Regions from separate parts of the Mus musculus genome. Here regions 2 and 3 are each linked to region 1. A link is a contact called in public Hi-C and promoter capture Hi-C data. All regions are on one chromosome and are shown on one strand. The core of a region is the stretch at or near the end of the contact, and the rest is flanking DNA. Distances in the headings are between cores, read along the strand shown. Region 1 holds the start of Mmp15 (matrix metallopeptidase 15). Region 2 holds the start of Got2 (glutamatic-oxaloacetic transaminase 2, mitochondrial). Region 3 has its middle 8.3 kb from the start of Gm51586.

Region 1 (4,519 bases), core at 1,885-4,384:
CCTAGTGGTGGTGGTGGTGGTGACATACACCTTTAATCCCAACTAGGGAGGCAGAGGCAGGTGGCTCTCTCTGAGTTTGAGGCCAGCCTGGTCTACAGAGAGTTCCAGGAGCACCCTAGTTGACTCCAGTCTCCTCGACTCCTTCCTCAGTTGTCAGATGGGGACAGGAAGTCTTGTGACACTATTCAGGAAAGGTGGGAATGTCCAGTTTTGGTGTTGGTGGCACCCCACTTGTGAACTCTGGCAGCCTGAGTCACTTCCACAGGATAGGCTGAGAGCGCTAAGTTTCGGGAAGGAGAAAGAAGAGTTTCCCTAGTCAAAAAGCAAAGACACTCAGGTTGCCAGCAATTGTAGCCACGGAGCAGGTCAGGGTCCGGATGGGGTGGCAAGCTGGCACCATCCAAGTGGGGTCCTAGATCACAGTGCCTGTCCAGGGGAGAAAATGGCAGAGGCTAGGGCAGAATAGCTCAGGAGTAGCTTTGCCAAGGAAGGCAGGCTACCAGGGGCTGTCTGCAGGCATACAGCAGCTCCTAGCACAGGCCCGTTTCTGGTCCCTTAATCTAGTGAATTCCTGTGGTTGCCACCTGGGAGGGTGAAAAGAGGCAGAGTGTTGGCCTTGGCTCAGCTTTCAAGGTACTCACAGGCAAGAACTGACCAGAGGTCAGGAGCTGTGGACTCCCTTAAGTGAGAACCAGACCTTTCTCAAAGGAAAGGGAATCTGGACACTATGGATGGCAGGCCTAGATTGAGCAGATGGGCCAAGGGACTCTTTGGGTCCAATTATGACCAGTCCTACGGGATGTCTCAGAGCAGCCTGTATGCCAAAGCCAGCTCTAAGGGTTATGACATCCATCCTTCCACCCACTGTGGATTCCAACATGCAACCTTTCTGAGTCCCCTCCAGCCACAGCCTAGGCACAGCCAAAATTGTACCCCAAGAGTCAATCTTAGCCAGGGACACCATGGTTTTCTTCTGCGGTGTGTGTATGTGTATACGTGGTGGTGGTGATAGACTGTGGGCACACTTGGCTGTACTGCCTCAGTTGGAGGAGGCTCCCTAAGCCTCAGCTCCTTGGCCATCCAGGAGGCCCATTCACAACCACCAGACTCCAGCTTGGTCTGTGTAGGCCACAAATTCTCAAAGGGGAATCAGTGACTTGAAATTCTTTGGCACCTTCTCTGGTGGTAGCACCTAGGTTACAGGCAAACAATTCCTACCAGCAGGAGCTCCCCCTGAAAGCCTCTGCCCCAAGGCATTGTGAATTGGGTTGGGTTCCCTGCAACTCTCTGATCTGATGAGAGGAAGGCAAGGCAGGTGGAGGATTGGAGGTGTAAACTGGCCCCCCCCAACCCAAGTTTTTATTAAAGTAAGATGGGGGAGGGAACAGACTTCCATTGGAAAAATCTCTCTCAGGCAGACTAGAAAACTGGGCAAGCCTTCGGGGCTGGGATGGAATAGTAGGCTGTCTGCAAACCATCGCTCCAGGCAGCCCAAGGGCACCAAGGCCCCAAGCCTACACAGAAGATGCAGACCCTGGCTCATCCTCTCTCCAGATTCCACACCTAGTCTCCTTTCTCCTAGAGCTGGAAAGAATGATCATTAAAAGTTCGATGGCACCCAGCGCGCTAGGGGCATACACTGGAGGGAGAGGTACCCATAGGGACTCTGAGCAGAGACCGCGCCTGGTCACTTGCAGGACCAATCCAGAGAGCAGCCAGCATATGGACGTCAGCCCGGCTTCCAGAGAAAAGAGGCGTGGAGTCTACCCAGTTTCACCCAGGCCTGGGCGTAGGGACGCTGGTGTGAAAAGTGTTTCAGAAGATAGGGCCTGTCCTTCAGACCCTGTCCCTGGAGTGGGAATGCTTCAGCCCCAAGAAGTCACCAAAGCACCTTTGCAATCCGTCATTAGCCTGGGAGATTCACACCCATCCCCCAACCACCCTGGCTAGCCCGGCGACGCACGATGTCAGCCAAAGGAGCTTCAGCCAAAGCGCGAGCGCTGCGGGGCTCTTGCTCCGCCTAAGCTCTCACTACCCGCAGCACCCCACCCCTCGTCACTCGTAAAGCCCACATTGCGCGGATCCGGCTCTCGAGGAATCGCGCGGGCTAAATGACTGGAGGCGAGGGATAGGGGCTGCGGAAGCGGCTGCAGGGACTCAAGCTAGGGCGGGTCAGTGCCCCGAGCGGCTTTCAGGGTGCACAGCAGCTGCGAGCTCTGTGCTCCCAGGGCTTTGGGAAGAGGCGCGCAGCAGAGCTCTGACCAGGGAGTGGCAGCCTGCCAGTCCCGCTTTTTCAATCAGGCTCTCCAGCCCAGATCGGTCCTCACCCCCTAAGGCCGGGTGCGTCTCCCCCCACCTGCAGGTCCCCGCTGCGGCGGGTGTGGTTCGCACTACATCCCTCGGGTTCTTACCTCCGCGGCGTACACTTCGGCGTCTTTAGACGCTGTACCATGGCCCAGACAGTCCAGAAGCACCAGTAGCAGCGGGAGCAGCGAAGCTCGGCTGCTGAGGCAGCTGCCAGTGCAGCCTGGACGTCCGAGTGCGCTCCGGTCGCTGCCCATGCTCCTAGGCAGTCAGCCCGGTCCTGAGCGCTGCACGCGGGGCTAGCTGGCTGGCCCGCACCGCGTCCTCGCACGCGGCTGGGAAACTTGCGACGCTCCCTGGCTCCCGGCCCCGCGGGCGCGCGGCGGACCTCCGGCTCCCGGTGCCTGCCTGAGGAGCTCAGGTCCCCTCTGCCAATTCCCAAACCGGGTGAGAAGCGGGCAGGGCAGGTCGGGGCACGCGGGGACTCGCCCGCTGGAGAAGGGGACCGGCCGAGCTGCACGCCGCAGAGTCTCGCAGCGTCGGCGCGGTGCGCCCTGGCCCCGGCCCCCGAGAGCAAGCAGAACTCCAGAGCCTTTGTCTGGCTCAGCGCTCCGGCCGCCCGGTCCCGCGGCGCCCCCTGCGCGCCCTGCACTCTCTGTCCATGCCCAAGGTCCTCCGCGCTGCCCAGAGTGCGCGCTTCCCTCTGGCGACTCCACTAGCTGCCGCGCCCAATCGGGCCTGGATCCCCAGGCAGTCCCGGGAGGGGCGCAGGGAACCGGCCCGACAGAGCGACGAGCCCGCCAGCCAGCTAGCCAGCGCCCGGCGTCCCCGGCGAGTTTGGCTCCGCAGCCCTACTCCCAGTGCGCGGCGGGAGCCGCGGTTCTTAAAGGGCCAGTGTGCTCCCTGTGCGCAAAGCCAGGCGGAGGCTGGGGGCGGGACCTAACCCGAGGCTTCTCAGTAGCAGGTGCCGCCTGCGGTGACCCGGCAGGTGGGTGACCCTACTCCATTTTTCCTGATGGCAGTAAACCTCTCCTAGCCTGCTTAGCTCCTATCTCTGGGGAGCAGGAGTGACCCATGACTCGACCCTATGCTGAGGGAGGGCGCAAGGAAGGCGAGATCTCCCTTGGAGGGAGGCGAGAGGACATTCAGATCAAAGTGGGACAGAAAAAGACTTGGGTAAGGACCTGAAGTACTGCTTTAAGCTTTTAAACATGGCAATAAAACTCTGGGGGTGGGGGGAAGTTGGAGGAGCAAGTAAGATGGCTCAGCAGGTAAAGGCCCTGGCCACTATCAAATTTGTCAAGTACGGCGAAAAACTTCGATCTCCAGGACCTACTTGGTGAACCGATAGAACCTGTGCCACCGTAGCGCTCGTTAGACCCTACACACCCACGCAAGTCCCAGAGCAGAGTGTCTTAGTCTCTTTAGTAAATTTCCCCAGTGGAGAAGTCTGGGATTAGGGCGCCTCTGGGGCGCCTCTAGTGCTGAATGCAACCTAGAGCGCACGCTTACAAGGCGTGTGAGTCTGCATCCTTACTCCCTGCCCAGTGGATAAGAGCAACTGACTAGATTTTTTTCTGAGTTTCAGTGTTGGGCTGAGGGTTCCGGTTCCTAGTGTGCACACATTTCGTTTCCAAGAAAAGTCCATTCCACTATATTTGGTCTCTGTGCCCGCGAGGCCCATCGGAACTCCGGGTGGAAGGGCAAACCTTCTGGGGAAGCTGGGGCTGGATTTTAATTTTTACTCCGGCGTGGACGCTAAGGTGATCGAAGGGCCACGGCAACTTCGTCCAACCCCAGGTCAGCCCTAGTGTCCTTAACTGGGGGAATTGGTATGCCACTTGAGAACCAGGGCAGAAGGCAGCACACTTTATCACCTCCCCACAGACTAGAGAAATGGTGTTTACCTTCCCTGAGGGTGGTCTTTCCTAGAGTTGACTCTCTGGATGCCTCCGACCCCTCTCACCTCTCAGAATCAGGAGACCTGGCAAAGGACCTTATGGCTGGTTTGAACCCACTCACCGGCTGAAGGAAAATAAAGCATACCCATTGCCTGGCCTACTAACAGCTCGAGGAAAGGAGATGGGGATTTAGAGAAGAGGTAGAGGCAGTCTCTCCCCTTCCCACTGGTGGACCTCTCTGTTGGGGGTCCCTCGCCGGGAAAACCAGCTGCTGAATTTTCTAATTAGAAATTTGATTTTGGGGCTGGTGAGAT
Region 2 (4,183 bases), core at 245-2,744, 540 kb before region 1:
TCCCAGCAACCACATGGTGGCTCACAACCATCTGTAATTGGATCTGATGCCCTCTTCTGGTGTGTCAGCAACAGGATGCTCATACAACATTAAATAAATATCTATTTTTTTTTAATCTAGCCCAAGGTCAGGGAGACACATGTGCCAGAAGACAGTAAGTTAGGGTAGACCAGAATGTGATTCCATGTAGGGATCTGGACTTCATGCAACAGCCCTGGAAGAAATGAAGATATCCTAAAGAGGCACTGTGTCTATCAATTTGACTACTGAAACAATGGAACCCAAAGAAATGGCAATATCTCTAGGAATCTCATACTGAAATAAGAAAAGGCCCCAGCCAGAGAGGCAACCTTTCTCCCAGAGAGTCTATACAGTTCTAGCAACTTATCAGATCCATCACCTTATAGGATGGGTTAATGGCAGGCAGGAACACAAGCTGACTGGGAATCTGTTTACGTTGGAATCTCTCATTTGAACCCCGAAGGAAAACTGGATCTTTCTGTCCAACTTCCTAGTGTGGCCACATTGAGTAAAAAAAAAAAAAAAAAATTTCGAGACAGGGTTTCTCTGTGTAGACCAGGCTGGCCTCGAACTCTGAAATCCACCTACCTCTGCCTCCCAAGTGCTGGGATTAAAGGCATGCACCACCACCACCCAGCAAGTAAATCTTTTTCTGCTTTTCACTATTTTACTTTGTTTGAGGACCAGTGACCTGGGCCTGGTTTGCAGCACATGCTGTGGCCCCCAGATTTGATAACAATCACACAGACAACTGAAGTGGCCGGAGAAATTAGACTGGCAATCTATACAGATTTCTGCAAGGCATCCCTGGGAAATAATGGCCCATGTTCAGAGTGAATTCGGTCAACTTGTGGACTTGTCTCAAATTCATTCTCCCAGCCTTTAAAAGCTTATTCATTTCTTCCAAACATAATTATGAAGACTTGATGTGCAAAAGTTTGTCGTTGGTCCTGGGTAATTTTGTATTGACTAATCAGGCTTTTTTTTTTTTTTTTTTTTTTTTTTTTTTTTTTTTTTTAGGGCATAATCTGCTAATCTCACAAGTTAATACTCACAACTGCCCCACAAAATATGCCTGTTGTCCTCTAACAGGGACATGAAAGCATTCTGAACCTTGAGAGACTTGCACTTGGGGAAACTAGTGGGTTGAAAGGAAAACCACACTGGAGCATTAGGAAAAAAAAAAAATACTTCCTCGGGTCAGTTTACATTTTTTTCCTTCTTTCAAACTGGCACGCTAGGCAGCTGCCTCTAGCGTAGCGGATGATTAACTGGAAGCAGAGCGCTGAGCACTGTGGACTGCGCATCCTCACATACAAGCTTCACAGGATTTATAGGCAGCGATTAGCAGTGCCCTTGCGAGTTTCCATGACCTCCGTGGAGGCGTCGTCGTTCTACCCCCGACCGCAAGGGGCCGCTGCGACATGATTCGCTCCAGGCGCAGGGCCGCTCTAGCCACGCCCAGGGAAGTCACTGTCCTCACCTTTTAGGAGCCCGCGCCTCGGTTCCAGCGGACGCTTCCCCAGATCTCGGCTCTACCACCATCCACTGCCGTCTTACCGCCCACCATGGCCCTCCTGCACTCCAGCCGCATCCTCTCCGGGATGGCTGCTGCCTTTCACCCAGGCCTAGCTGCTGCAGCCTCTGCCAGAGCCAGGTGAGCCGAGGGATACAGAGATGCAGCGGCACCGCGGGCCTGCCCCTGCCCAGCCGAACTGTGGACCCTGTGAAACCTGCACCCCACCCCGCGATCGGACACACGTGCGCACCTCGTGTGTCCCCAAGGGTTGACTGTCCCGAGTCTTAGAGTCCAGTGTCTGCGCCCCGGGGTGACCCCAGGACCCCTCATCCCTCCCCTGTATCTCCGGACAGAGGGCCAGCGTAGCCCCCGAGGTGGGAATTGTGGTTCTCGACTGCACCCAGAATCCCATTCTAGCGGGTGATGGGGGGTCCCAGATGTGGACTCAGCACAGTGGGGTGCGGGGCAAGGGGTGAGCACGTGGGCGGTGGCGCTGGGCCATCCTCTAGCCGATTGGCTATGGTGCCGGAGCTGCCTGTCGCTGATTGGCTGTGGTGCAGGGGGGCGCGCATGTCCTTGACCAGCTGCCCTGCGGGACAACAGGTCCAGCTGTCGGGGTCCAGAGGGTTAAATCTGCCAGTGCTGTGTAGAAGCAGCGTGCGTGACGGGGGGAAATGTGACCACATGCAAGGAGGTTCTGGGGGCGTCCAGATCCGGTGTGCATCCATGACCTTGGCGTAGTGCATCCTTCAGTGTCACCACAGTAGTGCCTGATGATCCCCTATCCCCTGACAGACCAGCCTGGCCTTTGGATGGAAAAGGGTTGAAGTGTAATGTACTTTCTTTGTTTTAAACCCTTGGGAGATTCTGTTGACTGGAAGCCATCAATCTTTCCCTGCATTTCAGTCGGCTCTTTGCTCCTTAAAATATTTCGTAACCCAGTTTCTCCGAGCCAGGCACTGGACCAGTTGCTGGTGATGCAGCTGTGAGCAAGACAAGAGGACTGACTTCCTTTTTTAAAAAAAGACAAATGAGTCATCTTAAACTAAGGTGTACTGAAAGTGCCAGGCCTAAACGGGAACTAGTAACTCCTGATTCTTCCTTGGGCCTCAGAAGAGCAGATTTGAGACAGTCTCCTGGAGTACGGCAGACACCTCCCCGGGGCACATACTAACTGGGAGCGAAGCCTACGTAACTTTTTATGCTTGCCTTCTTCCCTTTGAATGTGTTCAAGCATCTTCAAGGTAGTAGAACAGTCTGTCCTTCCCAGAGCCCGTTTTTTTGGCTCCATGCCAATGGGTGCCCTTTTACGCCTACCCACCTGAAGGGGAGGAGAAACGGGGGAGAGTTATTTATGCTGCAATTTGGAGAACAAAAATGAGGTACTTGTATGGGTAGGAGGAAAATCAGTTTTCCCGTTATTTTAACCTTGAAATATCCCTGTTTGTAATGTATATCTATATACCCGAAATACCTGACCTTCACTTAAACTGCTTGGCCCGGTTTCCCCTTGGATGTGACTGCTTAGTGATTTCAGTCTGAGAGCCTGACTGCTGTTTCTTTTCTGTCATTTCCCAGTTAGAATTTAAGGTAAGGGATAGCAGAGACCTTGGCAACTTAGTTCTGAGTTGTATCTAAACGCTTGCTTGCTTCTGTGTCGGGGTTACGTAGCCCTGGCTAGTCTGAAACTTACTATGTACACCAGGCCTGCCTGGGACACAGCTGCAGTCATTTTACCTGTAGCTTTCTAATGTTACTACAGCTTCCTTCTCCCTTCCCCCAGGGATAGAACCCAGGGCCTCAGTGCATACCAGGCAAGCACTGTGCCAGAGATACAGGCCTGGCCCGTGAAATGCCTTTCACTTTGTATATTTTTATTTCAAGCCCTCATTTTATAAACAAATACAGCATTTTTTTTTTTCATTTTTAGATCAAAATCTACACATGGTCCTGGAAACCAAAAATTTAGGGGCATGAGACAGGGGAATTGCTTTGAGTTAAAGTCCATTCTCCTAAGCTACAAAAAAAAAAAAAAAAGTTCCAGGCCAGCCTGTGCTAGAGTGGGACTGTAAATAAGAAAACGTTTCAAAAGCTGCTTAAACCTCTGGGAATATGAGGCCTTTGTAATGCTTATCTGAATACTTTGTACCTAGCATCTTTTGGTTGAGTGGTCACCGTTGCTCAATGTTTGTGGCCCTGCAAGTCTCTGTCCAAAGGGCATTGTACGAATCATTTTGTAGGCCATGGGTTATCAGTTTACCCCCGGAGCACTCTGGTTTTCAACTAATGCTATGTCTTTACAAATAGCAGAGCTCTCCCAGGTCTATAATCTTCACAGTTTTAAGGCGTGGGATAATGAGGGACATAGAGAACCTGACATTTGATCAGTCATAGCTGATCAAAGGATTACTGTCCCTTTGCTTAGCATGCTTGACATGAATTTGGAAATTGTTTGGGGCATTTTGGGTTTTTTGTTTGTTTGTTTTACGAATTATGCAAGAATATTCATGGCTGAGGCTTCTAGAGAATTTATCTGCTACATATTTTATATATGTGTTGTTCACACAGTTAAACAGGAATGATAACTCCTGCCCTTTCGAGAGGCAGCTCTATCATTGTTTAAGGGCCTTTTTTTAAACATGA
Region 3 (4,226 bases), core at 639-3,138, 560 kb before region 1:
ACACAGCCTCTTTGTGCTTTCAGAAAACACTTCCCAGAAGATGTCACCTCAATGATGCTGGTCTCTTCTTAATCACCGCTAATTTCTTAGCTCCAGCTAACCAGCATCAATAGTCCCAGTAATGCAAAGTTTTTGCTTTAGTAGTTCTGGTATCTTGTTAATCACAGCTGATTCTTCAGCCCCAGCTAACCAGAACTACAGAATCTTCACAATCAAAACAGCAATGGCCCTGAAAAGAGTCTTTAATTTTCCCTCTGAAATTTCACAAACCAGACCTCCATCTTCTACAGTGTTCTCAACATTATCTTCCAAGCTCCTGCACAACCTCCAACAGAGCTCTTAACAATGGATGGATCTTCAAGCCCAAAGTTCCAAAGTCCTTCCACAATCCTCCCCAAAACATGGTCAGGTTGTCACAGGAATACCCCACTATGCTGGTACCAATTTGTCTTAGTCAGGGTTTGTATTCCTGCACAAACATCATGACCAAGAAGCAAGTTGGGGAGGAAAGGGTTTATTCGGCTTACATTTCCATACTGCTGTTGATCACCAAAGAATGCAGGACTGGAACTCAAGCAGGTCAGAAAGCAGGAGCTGATGCAGAGGCCATGGAGGGATGTTCTTTACTGGCTTGCTCAGCCTGCTCTCTTATAGAACCCAAGACAACCAGCCCAGAGATGGTCCCACCCACAAGGGGCCTTGCCCCCTTGATCACTAATTGAGAAAATGCCTTACAGTTGGATCTCATGGAGGCATTTCCTCAACTGAAGCTCCTTTCTCTGTGATAACTCCAGCTGTGTCAAGTTGACACAAAACTAGCCAATACATGCCCAGAACCTGGAGGAAGCGTGGGTGAGTGTGGAGTTGATATGCACTTGGCCCTTCTCAGCCCCGGCACTTTAGTCCGGTCTCTTCAGGAACTGACCCTCAGTGTTCCTTCCTCATATCCCGTGGTCATTCTATGAGCTAGGGAAGCAGCTGAGCCCAAAGTTCACACTATCCTAAGCCCTGTCTCTAGTGACCCTGGCATATTCATATCCACATTCTCTCCCCGACCCGCCACAGGGTATCGTATTGGACAGGCTGGCCTTAAACTCACAATGGATCCAAAGATAATCCTGAGCTCCTAACCCTTCTGCTGCTACCTCCCAAGTGCTGAGATCACAGGTCATCTTAGCCTGTCTCCATATTTCTACAGGACTGGAAAAACGGGAATATCCAGTTCTCTGAAAAGAGCTTGGAGCCCCTTGTGACTTCTGTTAGACTGAAATGCTGGTCACTCTAAGCAGCCAGCATGATCCCCAGACTCGCTCTTTCTCTCTTTTTCTTCCTTTTCCTCTTCCTCCATCTCCACACCCCTCTCTCTTTTCCTTTTCTCCCTCCTCCCCTCCCTCCCTTTTTCTCTCTCTATAAAGAGTTAAAAACATACATGCTGTGGTTTCACATTTATGGTCTTTCTCCTTACCTGGCTCTTCCACACTTCTCTTCACAGCAGGTGATCCGAACTGAATCACATGGTAGGGGCTTCTCACCACCCCACAGATGGATTTAAAAGTCAGATATCTTCCTTTATTTGAAAACCATCATCCTGTGGGTTGAAGCTTTCTCTGCATGCTCTCACCATCATCCTGCGAGTGGCAGCATGCTCTGTCTCTTTCTGTCTCTGTCTCTATCTTTGTCTCTCTGTGTGTGATTCTCTCTCTCTCTCTCTCTTTCTCTCTCTCTTATATACACACACACACTCTTACTTTAAGCTATTCCTCTTAATTACATTCCTCTCCAAGTTTTATAGGAAAACCTCTCTCTCCCTTTAAAGCCCACCATGTTGCCCCTGACCCCTTTGTCAGCTCTCCCACCTTAAAGTTCAATCATGATTCCCACGGTCATCATGTCTTTTCTCCCAATAAAGCTCCTTCTAGAAGGGCCATTTTGTGTCAGCCCTTCTCTCCCGATCCAACCACCACCACTCTCTTACTTCTAACAGTTTCTTCCTCCTACAAAATAGGATGCGTGTGCTAGAAATCAGAGGAGAGCAGGAGGTTAGTTTGGAAAAACAGCTGCCAGGAAAACATCACTGAATAATATAATTCTGAATGAATTATAGCGGGAGAGAAAGCCTCGTGATCAGAGAAGGGTGGCAAGCAGACCTGGGAGTAAAATCGTCTTAAGAACATTAGGAGAGAAAAAAATCATCACATGAGAGGCATGTGAGAAGCTTAATTAGGAGAGAGAGCTTCAAGCAGGAAAATAGGAGAGAGGTCACTCACTGTGCAGTGTGATGGGGATCCTGAAGAAAAAGGTCTTCAGATCCCCTGAATAAAAGGGGGTCTTCAGCCGGGCGTGGTAGCGCACGTCTTTAATCCCAGCACTCAGGAGGCAGAGGCAGGCAGATTTCTGAGTTCAAGGCCAGCCTGGTCTACAAAAGTGAGTTCTAGGACAGCCAGGTCTATACAGAGAAACCCTGTCTCAAAAAAACCAAAACAAACAAAAAAAAAGGCGGGGGGTCTTCTACTTTTATGGTTTTAGAGGGTTACCAATAAGTTCCACACCATGTGACTTAGTCTGGCTTATCCTATGTAACAAGGAGTCATGTTGTGGGTAGGTCATAAATAAATCTCGGAGCTTGAATCAGGAGTCACCACTAGCAGCGTCTTAAACTCTTGGAGTGGGGAGAGTAGGGGGGTGGGAGGACATGACACTGATTTCTGACAATGAGAAGAGCGGCTAGACAGTCTATGAGCAGCCACAGTTGCTTTAAACAAAGGCTTTTGCCAAATGTTAAATAGACCATTTTCACCAGATAGCTATAAGTCTATTTAAAAGGAAATGGAAGATGGAATGAAGCCCCAGGTACTGTGGCTTACAGGTGTGAAAACTGTTTCTCCCCAAGACAGTCAGCCTGACAAGGGCCCAAATTCTTCCTGAACCGCTCTCTGAGCCCCGCCCCTTTCCCTTTCCCACTAGCTCACCACGTAAGGATTGTGCAGTTGATATTAAAGGAACAACATCTCCACATCCACTGTCTTAGTCAGGGTTTCTATTCCTGCACAAACATCATGACCAAGAAGCAAGTTGAGGAGGAAAGGGTTTATTCAGCTTACACTTCCATACTGCTGTTCATCACCAAGGAAGTCAGGACTGGAACTCAAGCAGGTCAGGAAGCAGGAGCTGATGCAGAGGTCATGGAGGGATGTTACTTACTGGCTTGCTTCCCCTGGCTTGCTCAGCCTGCTCTCTTATAGAACCCAAGACTACCAGCCCAGGGATGGTCCCACCCACAAGGGGCCTTTCTCCCTTGATCACTAATTGAGAAAATGCCTTACAGTTGTATCTCATGGAGGCATTTCCTCAACTGAAGCTCCTTTCTCTGTGATAACTCCAGCGGTGTCAAGTTGACACAAAAGTAGCCAGTACATCCACCCCACAAAAGCTAAGGCCCTCACTAAGCCAATAGCTGCAGGGGCAGTTCTATGGGGACTGCAGGCGAAAAGCAGCTACCCCCAACCCACCCCAGACACTGTGATACAAAGAATCCACAGACCCTGCATCTCAAAGCCGCTTATGTAAGGAAAACAGCCAACTTCCCCCATTCTGACCCTAAGGAAACCCACTCCCTTCTCTATCCTCAGCTACAACAACGCCAGCTTAAGGCCTGTAACCCGTGCTCCAGCTCTGGCCATCCTGTTGCTTAGTCCTGCACCCTGATGGCACTGTGTACGGGCTGATCTTGACACACCACACCCCAGGTTAAATACAGCTCTAGCTGTCAAGGTCGTGTAAACTCTCGTTCTTTATTTCTTCCTACCATGTTAATTCTTACAGACTTCCCACCAGTGGGCAATGGGGATGAGACCTTGTCACCGCCACATGCATTCCTTAGTTTACCAACACTCAGACTCAGGACTGGAGAGATGGCTCTGTGGTTAAAAGCACTGGCTGCTCTCACAGGTATCCTAATTGTGGTTCCCAGAACTCACAAGACAGCTCACAACCAGATCCAAGGGATCTGATACCCTACTCTGGGTCCTGCAGGCGCTGAGAGCATGGTACACAAACATCCATTCATGCAGGCAAAAAAACCTCATACACAGAAAATAAAATAAGAGCAAAGGAAACTCTGACCTAGCTTTCGGGTTTTGTTTTTGTTGTTGTTGTTGTTTTAATAAGCATGACCATCGTACCAACAAATCAGCATGCACTCATACTACATTAATCAAAGAATAAAG

What was found. Promoter capture Hi-C pulls out the DNA fragments that hold promoters and counts their contacts. A called contact is a pair of places that touch in the nucleus more often than the background predicts.
Region 2: a contact with region 1 is called in a promoter capture Hi-C map of stem cell-derived epiblast-like cells, with 7 times the contacts expected there. The contact joins the promoter of Got2 here to the promoter of Mmp15 in region 1. A contact is called at or near these places in 13 of 39 promoter capture datasets (the 3T3-L1 cell line, the C10 cell line, the HPC-7 cell line and 8 more), 7 of 484 Hi-C or Micro-C datasets (the C2C12 cell line, embryonic stem cells, extraembryonic endoderm stem cells and 1 more), 5 of 115 datasets of contacts at active chromatin or transcription factors (astrocytes, embryonic stem cells, extraembryonic endoderm stem cells and 2 more) and 1 of 9 other capture datasets (embryonic stem cells).
Region 3: a contact with region 1 is called in a Hi-C map of the N1E-115 cell line, with 5 times the contacts expected there. The contact joins the enhancer-like site here to the promoter of Mmp15 in region 1. A contact is called at or near these places in 17 of 39 promoter capture datasets (the 3T3-L1 cell line, the C10 cell line, the HPC-7 cell line and 9 more), 1 of 15 datasets of contacts at CTCF or cohesin (embryonic stem cells), 19 of 484 Hi-C or Micro-C datasets (the Ba/F3 cell line, the N1E-115 cell line, cortical neurons and 6 more), 8 of 115 datasets of contacts at active chromatin or transcription factors (astrocytes, embryonic forebrain, embryonic stem cells and 4 more) and 2 of 9 other capture datasets (adipose tissue and embryonic stem cells).

Annotation. Positions count from the first base shown.
Region 1 is chr8:95,350,911-95,355,429 of GRCm38.p6, reverse strand. Mmp15 (matrix metallopeptidase 15) reads right to left here and starts at 3,134. Exons shown (of 10, transcript NM_008609.4): 1 at 2,412-3,134. The coding sequence starts at 2,561.
Region 2 is chr8:95,885,712-95,889,894 of GRCm38.p6, reverse strand. Got2 (glutamatic-oxaloacetic transaminase 2, mitochondrial) reads left to right here and starts at 1,494. Exons shown (of 10, transcript NM_010325.3): 1 at 1,494-1,678. The coding sequence starts at 1,590.
Region 3 is chr8:95,908,418-95,912,643 of GRCm38.p6, reverse strand. No RefSeq gene overlaps it. Among named protein-coding and RNA genes, the nearest start is that of Gm51586, 8.3 kb to the right of the region's middle. Within about 2 kb of position 1,888, at least 4 of the 459 cell types and tissues checked have an H3K27ac peak or open chromatin away from gene starts, as enhancers often do. A contact at or near this core is called in the N1E-115 cell line, where this site is marked.